Regions from separate parts of the Mus musculus genome. Here all the other regions are linked to region 3. A link is a contact called in public HiCAR-type and capture Hi-C data. All regions are on one chromosome and are shown on one strand. Each heading gives the region's core, a stretch centred on a gene start, on an enhancer-like site or on the middle of the called end of the contact. The rest is flanking DNA. Distances are from core to core; before and after follow the strand shown.

Evidence for each region. HiCAR-type assays count read pairs that join an accessible place to other places. Capture Hi-C pulls out chosen DNA fragments and counts their contacts.
Region 1: a contact with region 3 is called in a HiCAR-type map of embryonic stem cells, with 19 times the contacts expected there. The contact joins two enhancer-like sites. A contact is called at or near these places in 5 of 115 datasets of contacts at active chromatin or transcription factors (embryonic stem cells, epiblast stem cells and trophoblast stem cells) and 1 of 9 other capture datasets (embryonic stem cells).
Region 2: a contact with region 3 is called in a capture Hi-C map of embryonic stem cells, with 5 times the contacts expected there. The contact joins two enhancer-like sites. A contact is called at or near these places in 1 of 484 Hi-C or Micro-C datasets (embryonic stem cells), 4 of 115 datasets of contacts at active chromatin or transcription factors (all in embryonic stem cells) and 1 of 9 other capture datasets (embryonic stem cells).

Annotation. Positions count from the first base shown.
Region 1 is chr8:24,358,065-24,360,783 of GRCm38.p6, forward strand. No RefSeq gene overlaps it. Among named protein-coding and RNA genes, the nearest start is that of Gm30633, 23 kb to the right of the region's middle. Within about 2 kb of position 1,282, at least 37 of the 459 cell types and tissues checked have an H3K27ac peak or open chromatin away from gene starts, as enhancers often do. A contact at or near this core is called in embryonic stem cells and epiblast stem cells, where this site is marked.
Region 2 is chr8:24,418,109-24,420,831 of GRCm38.p6, forward strand. No RefSeq gene overlaps it. Among named protein-coding and RNA genes, the nearest start is that of Gm30692, 7.1 kb to the left of the region's middle. Within about 2 kb of position 1,358, at least 147 of the 459 cell types and tissues checked have an H3K27ac peak or open chromatin away from gene starts, as enhancers often do. A contact at or near this core is called in embryonic stem cells, where this site is marked.
Region 3 is chr8:23,560,736-23,563,455 of GRCm38.p6, forward strand. No RefSeq gene overlaps it. Among named protein-coding and RNA genes, the nearest start is that of 4930413E20Rik, 28 kb to the left of the region's middle. Within about 2 kb of position 1,441, at least 25 of the 459 cell types and tissues checked have an H3K27ac peak or open chromatin away from gene starts, as enhancers often do. A contact at or near this core is called in embryonic stem cells and epiblast stem cells, where this site is marked.

The sequences.
Region 1 (2,719 bases), core at 32-2,531, 800 kb after region 3:
AAGCTTTTACTGCCACTCAAAGTTAGCAGTGCCATCCTTGTTCTGTAATCCTCTGCACTGGCTAGCACTGCACATAGACTTCTGTGAGGTGTAACTACTTGGAACTGGACCTAGGGAAGAAAAGCAAGAGGCAAATACCCTACCCCTGATCCTTTTCTCCCTCCCCACAAAAACAAACCTTCCACATGCTTGAGTTCCTCACGAAGGAGCCTAGAATATGCGCTAACTCTTCCACCTCCAGGGTCATGGTACCTGAAAAAGCATCTCACTTCCTTCCAACCAGGCACTGTCTCTGGTGTATTGGTTTTCAAGTAGCCATACCTGTTATGAAATATAATGTAACAGATCTGGTTGGTGTAAGAGGGTTTATTTGGGGGAAGGGAGGAGGTGAAAACTGGAGAAGGGTTAGAGGCAGATGAGTAGATATGTGGACAGGCAGACAGACAGGAGCAGAGCCTTGAGAGCAGAGTCGGGGGGGGGGGGAACAGAGGACAACAGAAATGGGGAGAGGGAGACTGGCTGGGGACAACAGAGAGAGAGCTAGGGTAGCTAGCAGTCCACATCTGGCTCACTTGGCCTCAGCAGTGGCAGGTGATAAGGTAAGCAATTGCCAGGTCCCCAAGGGCAAGCCAGCAGAATCATGTGTATGCTAACAATACCCCAGAGCCAGTAACAGAAGGCCTGAAAATCGTTTTGTATATTAACTATCATGCAAACATTTGAGAAACTTAAGTGTCCTGGTAGATGCAGAGACATCTTCATTGTCGGGCTCTGTTGTTAATATAATCTGGCGTGTAACTCAGGAAATGTTTCTTAAGCATTTATTATCTGTGTAAGAGGCAAAAATAATTCACTTCTACTCTGAATTCTTAACCAGGACCTTCTGCAACAAAGGACCGATTGAAGTGGGGAAAAATAGAGAAAGAGAGAAGTTTGTCGACAGGATAGCTCACATGTACACAATACAGAAGAGTGGGGAGGGGGAGTATATAGACTAACATGTGAAGGAATCCATGAAAATCTGTGGGCCCTCCCCACCAAGGCTCACATTAACAGCACTCTGGTAGAAAGCCTGCATTGTACAGATCCAGACCAGTCCAGCCCAGCCCAGCCCAGCCCAGCCCAGCTCACCTCAGCCCAGCCCAGCTCACCTCAGCCCAGCCCAGCCCAGCCCAGCCCAGCCCAGCCCAGCCCAGCCCAGCCCAGCCCAGCCCAGCCCAGCCCAGCCCAGTGCAGTGCAGTGTCTGGTTGCTTCTTAACCTCTCCAGCCCAGTTCCTTTGTTTCTCTCACTATCCATATGCTTCAGGTCTAATTCTTGTTTCTGACAAGACCCTGGAAATCCCAGTGGGTGTCCTCCATACCCAATCCTTGCTTGTGACACTAGAAGATGAACAGAAAAAAAGAGAGATTTAAAAGAGGTGGCTTGAGAACCAAGTTTAGATATCTCCAGCTGAAGCCAAAGTGAAAGGAATTTAAGGTATTTAAAGTATTGCTCAAAGGGAGACAACAGGGGAAAGCTCAGAGATTAAGGGTCAGGTTGTTTCCTAGATTGAAACCCTGCACTAAATCCTTCTCCTCTTGTGATTCATAGTTTCTCTAATGCAGAAAAGACTCATTCCTTATATCCTTGAAAAAAGGAACTTCTGCTCTATCTTTTAACTTTCCCTGTCTTTGCTTTTATTAAAACAATCAGTTTTGAGCAGGGGTATGGCTGAATCATATATCGCTTAGCATGTCTAAGGATCTGAATTTAACTCCCAGCCTTCCAAAGCCATCTACCAAATATTCAAGTAGAGAAAGATAACTCAAAATAATTTCAATACACAGGAAAAATGGGTCGATAGGTAGAGCCTGAGTAGTTTCCGATGGGTGAGGGGCCCTGAAAATTCTACAGCCTACCAAGCCACCATGGCCAGTTCCTGTCTCAAGTTTGAAGAGTGAAATTCAAAGACAACAAGAGAACAAGCTTATACAAGAGATTGTTCTAGAACTGAAGAGAGAATATAGCTGTAGTGAGAGTTTGGGTTTCTTTAAAAACACAGTTATGTTACATGACTATGTTTTTGTTTGAATCCCAAGTGTGGGATAAGAAGCGGGGTCATAGAAGGTGATTATGATTTGCCTCATGCACTAGCGGGGGTGTGATATTTGCCAGGGGCAGAGAGTCTAATTCTGGGGATTCTGGAGAAGGTATAAGTGGGAGAGTCCTGAGAGGGGCTAGAGTGACTGCTGCTCCCTCTGCTGCTGTCCTATCTGCTGTCACCCAGCTGCTGCTGCTGGTTTGCTTTTGTATTTGTTATTGCTGGATTGCTGGTTTTCTGGATATTCTGGATATTCTGACTATAAACATTGTACTTTCCCCTAAGGAACCTAGTGTTTCTTATCAGCAGGAAGTAGCTTATAGAAGCCTATGCCCCCTTTCCCCTCTAACCTTCTTTCTCTCCTACCTAGTATTGGGAGGTTAGAAAGGATTGGCGCGGAGAAAGGGGAAGAGAGTTAAAGGTATAAGAACACAATAAAATGGCTTTAAAAATTGCACCAACACAGAGCTGCTATATAGCATGAGTGGTGCTTTAGAAATGGGATACCATTGAAACCAACAGACTAAATAGGAGATAAACACAGACACCCAGTGTATTAACAGACAAATGTGATCTATGTGTACATATGAAATTCAGAGGAAGGCTAGAATGCTAAAATACCTTTATTCACAGAAGA
Region 2 (2,723 bases), core at 108-2,607, 860 kb after region 3:
ACGAAGTAACAGAACGGGTCCTATAGGTCAAGAACCAGACCTTTCCCACAGCTGATACCAATACTAACACTACCAGCACTGATGAGTACGTCCCCTACGTGATTCCCGGGGGTGGGGGAGTTATCACTATCAGAGAGGTGTGAGACCCTATCAGCCAGAGAGAGGAGCAGGGGGCTGATGCACAGTCACTATTTATCAATAGAAATAACAGGTTGAGGTTTCATACAGGACCAGGTTCCTATAATGAGAGAGAACTGTCAGTGAATGTGAATCTATGATTGTTAAAATGGCTCCTCATCCTCCATGGGATACAGAAGACAGGGAAAACTGTTAAGTTTCAGTCTACATACTATAGTAAGTATGTCTGTTGTTCCAGTCCACACCGATCTCTTTTCCGTTGATATGATTTGTTTCTTTGTGCGTTTAGCAAAATGGTAAATCCATCTGGATTGTAATCAGACATGTTTCCTCCCTTATATCAACCAGGCAATGACTACCAACCAATGAAAGAGAAAGGAATTTGACATTTGTAAGCACTTACTTCGAATAAGACGGGTCCTAGGTAATTTGCATGTTAGCCCTGTGTAGTCATCATGACACCTTATACGTATCTACGGTGAGTTTCTCTACCACCTTCCTTTCTCTTTGTCCCCTTGAGCTCGCACAGTGTTAGTGGCAACTTATAACTCTCAACAGTATAGGTAATAAACAAAGCAAATCGCCTCCCCGTTCAAGCAACTGTGCTGTGCTGTGGTGCAAGGCTGTGGAGCATCTGGTTCAAACAGCCTCCTGAAGAAAACCATACACCCATCCCATCTGAACCTTCCTTGAGTCTGAGTTGGAGAGATTTGCAGATATTATCAAGGAATCAAACGAAATAGAGATTCACCAAATATCTCATCAGAGAGCATCCTTCCGAGAGAAATGCCCAGAGCTACTCAGATCTGGCCTGAGATTTTGCTAAGGGATGAAACCAAAACAGACAATGTCAAGAGCTCTGACATTCCTTTCGCATGTGTGGGGCTTCTATGTTAACAAGGGAACAACTTTGATCCTCCAGTCAGATAACCAGGAAGTGATCTGGAATTTCTTTAAATATCATTACCATGCTCCCAGCAAAACACAGGGGAGGACATTTTTACTCTGATGAAAAGACTAGGCTTGTCCCTGGGCAGTGTTGAATTCTTCAGCTTCTACTTTGAGTGGGGCAGGATGTCACTGAAGACTGACAAAGAAAGCAAACCTATCTGTATAGATTAGTTTGAGGCTAACTTCGGGAATCTGAACCCTTGGACTGAGCTGTGATGTTTCCATGACAACCAAGACAGACAATGAAGCAAACAGACATGACTCAGGCGTAGTTCCGCAGGTCAGTTCTCAGAAGCCAAATTTGGTCACTGGGAGACCTTTAAAGAATAGACCATCCCTGTCTTGCTAATCACATTCAAAGGGCAAAGTGTTACTCTGGAAGAACACACCCCTTCCCCTTTCAGAAGGCCACCAAGATTCCCTGCTACTAAGTCACGCATGGCTACTCCCCATAAAGGCCTACTGCTTGATCGTACTGTCTGTGGTGACTGACTGGGCTCCGTTCTCTCATGGTGCTAGATGCTAGGTAGTCTCCTGTTTCAGGAGTGGTGTCCCCTGCAGTGACTACAAATGGCAGTGGAGTGAGGGAGAAACAGGATTAGCTCTCCCAGATCTAAAAAGTCCCGGAGGGCCATGAGCAATCTGCCACACTGTAGGCCACTTGCCTGAGCCCTACTCCAAACCTGCTGACACTGCGCAGCTGGGGTGTGCCCTGCTGACTTCCGATGCTGCAGCCTCAAGGGGCACAGCTAGGCTCTAGGACAGATTTGTTGTGTCATTTCTAGCCGTGCCTTCCACAAAAACTTACTTCTCCCAGGCTGCCTCTTTGATGTTTAGAGCCACCCAAGTCTCCTTGTTCTCTCCGTCCACACCGTTGTCCCTCGTCTTGTCTACCTTCCTTCCACACAGCAGCTACAGTGAGTCTGGAGAGTCACGTTGCTGTATTCTACAGACACAATACAAATGCCAGGTACTGAAGCTCAGGCAACAGCTCCCCTCTCATCCCCCAAAGCTACCTTTCTCTCTTTGCTGAGCTTTCTGTCACACACACACACACACACACACACACACACACACACACACAGAGAGAGAGAGAGAGAGAGAGAGAGAGACAGAAAGACAGACAGACAGAGACAGAGAGACAGACAGACACAGAGATAGAGACAGATAGAGACAGAGAGAACTAGATATTTGAGCACAGTAGATTTCACAGGGAGGCAGCGTTTAGACCCGCCCACTGCACAGGTGGAGACTGCCAAAGACAAAGAACAGACAGAAGTTTCACAATTTTTAGAGCCTGTGGAATAACTGAGTAAGCCTTTCAGGGAATGGCAAGCTCCCTCCTGCCTGCACAGGGGCGGCAAGGCAAACGCACCGCTGGTTCCTGAATCATTTCCTGTCAGCTTCCCTCACCTCTGAAGGGCTGGGCGCTCTTGCTTGGGAAAGAGAGCAGGCGCGTCCTGTGTTGTGGGGAAGACCTTTACCCAAGGGCATTTCTCTGGGAAGTGTGGGCATTCTGAGTTAGTGAGGTAGTTTGAAGCCGACAGAGACAGTGTACCCCAGACACTCTGTAAAATCTTCTCCTTGGTGATAAACTGCAATGGTAAAATCTAAATCAGAAATGTATGCACAAG
Region 3 (2,720 bases), core at 191-2,690:
AGCAGACAGCTTTATTAAGAAAAGTAAAGGAACCCCAAGAATGGAAGCAGGCCAGTGAGCTGAGGAAGGAGCTCCCAAAGCACCTGGCCCCCTGGAGCACGCTCTTTTATCTTACCTCCTCCAGACAGTAGTTCTTGGGTTTTGTCTCACACATGCTCTATTTGTTAGGTGGGGCTGAGAAAGGGTTTCCAGTCCTCTGAAAACTGCTTCTCTCACACGTTAATCTTGAAGAATTTTTAGTTCCAGCTCTTCTATCTTAAACCCGTGATGTTAGCGTTCTTTCTAAGCTCCGCCCCACAGTTACCAGGCAACTTCCAGGTAGGCCTGACCCCCACTGTAAAAAGGTTTGCTTGGCCCCTCCTTGCTCTCTTGGTCTCCTGTTCCTCTTTTGCTCTCTCCCTGCTTCTCTTCTCCCTCTCCCCGTGGTCATGGCCTGCCTCTACTTCTCTACCCTCTCCCTCTCTCTGCCTTTCTCTGTCTCTGCTACCCTCTTAACTCCCCTCCCATGCCCTGAATAAACTCTATTCTATACTATCCATCGTGTGGCTGGTTCCTCAGGGGGAAGGGATGCCTTGGCATGGGCCCACTGAGGCACCCCCTTCCCTCATACCTCACCTCACCCCTATAGAATATATTCTTATATCTCCTAACACTTTATCTTTTTACAAACATATTACGGGATGTCACAGCTATCAAGAAAAATCGGTACCGCTTGGCAAAATTCAGCCCATAAAGTCTACCAGATTCTGAATTTATTGTTATTAAAATGCACTGTGAGAAAGCAGCAAGGCATGAACATGTCTGTCTATGCGTCTGAGGTCCAGTATGTATGACATAAACATTTAATTTTTCTCCAAGAAGTCACTTAAATGGCTGTGGAGAAAACATGAACAACACCCAGCCAAATGTAGTCCAGTAGCCAAGTCACTAGGTTTCAAGTAGAACAAGGACTTCCTGTGGACTATAATGCTATCATAACCTATACTTCAAGATGTTGGGATCTAGAAAGTTTGGGTGTTGCAGAGGCAAATCCTTTGGTTTCAAGACTTTCTTCGGTGGTGGTGGTGGAGGGGCAAAAAGAGTGGAGCGCTTGTGTGTTAATCAGAGCAGCCCCTATAGTTCCACAAGGTCCTGCAGGCTAATGAAGGCCTGAGAAATTTGTGTGTGAAGGTAAATCTTTGCAAACAGACTTGTATACAAAACCTTTGGTAATCCAAAGAAAGGCAAGGCATACCTGCAGAAGGCGGAGATTTGCATTTTATATAATAGACTAGGGGCTGCTTCTTCACTTTGAAGTGTGTTCCCTTTTGGCTTCCTGAAAGTTCCTTTGCATTAACAATTTGTACGATTTTTGGTTCTGATGAACGACATTGTTTCCCCGTACTCTGATTAACACATGAATGCCAGCCCTAGGCCCCAGGGAATGCAAAGCAGACACATTTGCAATTGAATATCCACTTAACATTTGGGCTGAAGTTTGAAGTCTCAATCAGTTTCCCCATCCACCACTGCTCCCCTGGGACCCTTGCCCAGATGTGAGTCTCTTGGGATGTAAATGGCTCGTCTTGAGTTTTATGCAATATTCATTGAAGTGATGGGAGATGGTGAGGTCTAACTGCCAACTGAAACACCCGAGGGTATAAACATTTTGCTCCCACTCTACTGTGACTTGTCTGCATTCAGCTCTTAAACTTCCACTTTTATTAAAATGTGCATGCTGAGAAATCACCTAACATTGCCAAATTTATAAAGCAAGTGCACACGTGCGCATACACACACGCGCGCGCGCACGCACACACACACACACACACACACACACACACACACACACACACACACACACACAGAGGAATATCACTCTTCCAAAAGCCTTTTCCACTTTCCTCAAATAAAACCTCTGAGAATATTTCCCCCTATTCGCACCTTCAGAGTGATAAACAATGTGCTTGGCCCCTCCCATCTCTTGCTCTCGAGGTGATAGTCTCTCAGAGTCACCCATTGTCCTGGTTCACCTTCCCAAGGTGTGGGCTGGCGACAGGAGAACACCCAATGGAATTATCAGAATACAGAAATGAATCAGCCAATTATGGCAAATAGTAGACATACAGACAAATTATTAAAGATTGGAGGTGGACTATTGAGTTGGGGGTAGTTTGGGGGTTCCATGGGGGCTATTAATCCCAGTAATAAAAGAATTTAGAAATGGAGTCAAATGAAAACTTCAGGGTAATTTTATTAGAGTTTTAATACAAAAACATAGTGCAGGTTAGCTGAAAAATCTCGGCAGCTGCTATAGGAGAGATGGGGAAAACACCATTCCCTTTTCAGTGAGGCATGGGCTAGAAGTAGACAGCTTATTAAGAAAGGAAAAGGAACTCCCAAGAATAAAAGGGGGGGGGGGGGCGGTCTGGTGAGCGGAGGAAAGAGCGCAGAGCACCTAGCCCCTGGGTATGGTCATTCAGAGTCCTCCTCTGCTTTGCATTCTTGGGCTGGTTGTGCGCAGACTCTAGGCTAAGCAAGGGCTTCCAGTGTTCCTCTGAGAATTGGCGACTGCTGTTCACATGTGACTCTCGATGTGGCATTTCTATCACGGGTGCTGTTGTTTCCAGGAACTTTTGTTCAGTTTCTGCCTTCTGAATTTCACCATTTTCTACCTCTTGCCTAACTAGACAGCCGGGGTCGGGAAGGATGGGGGGTCGGGGTGAGAGGGTGGGAAGCTA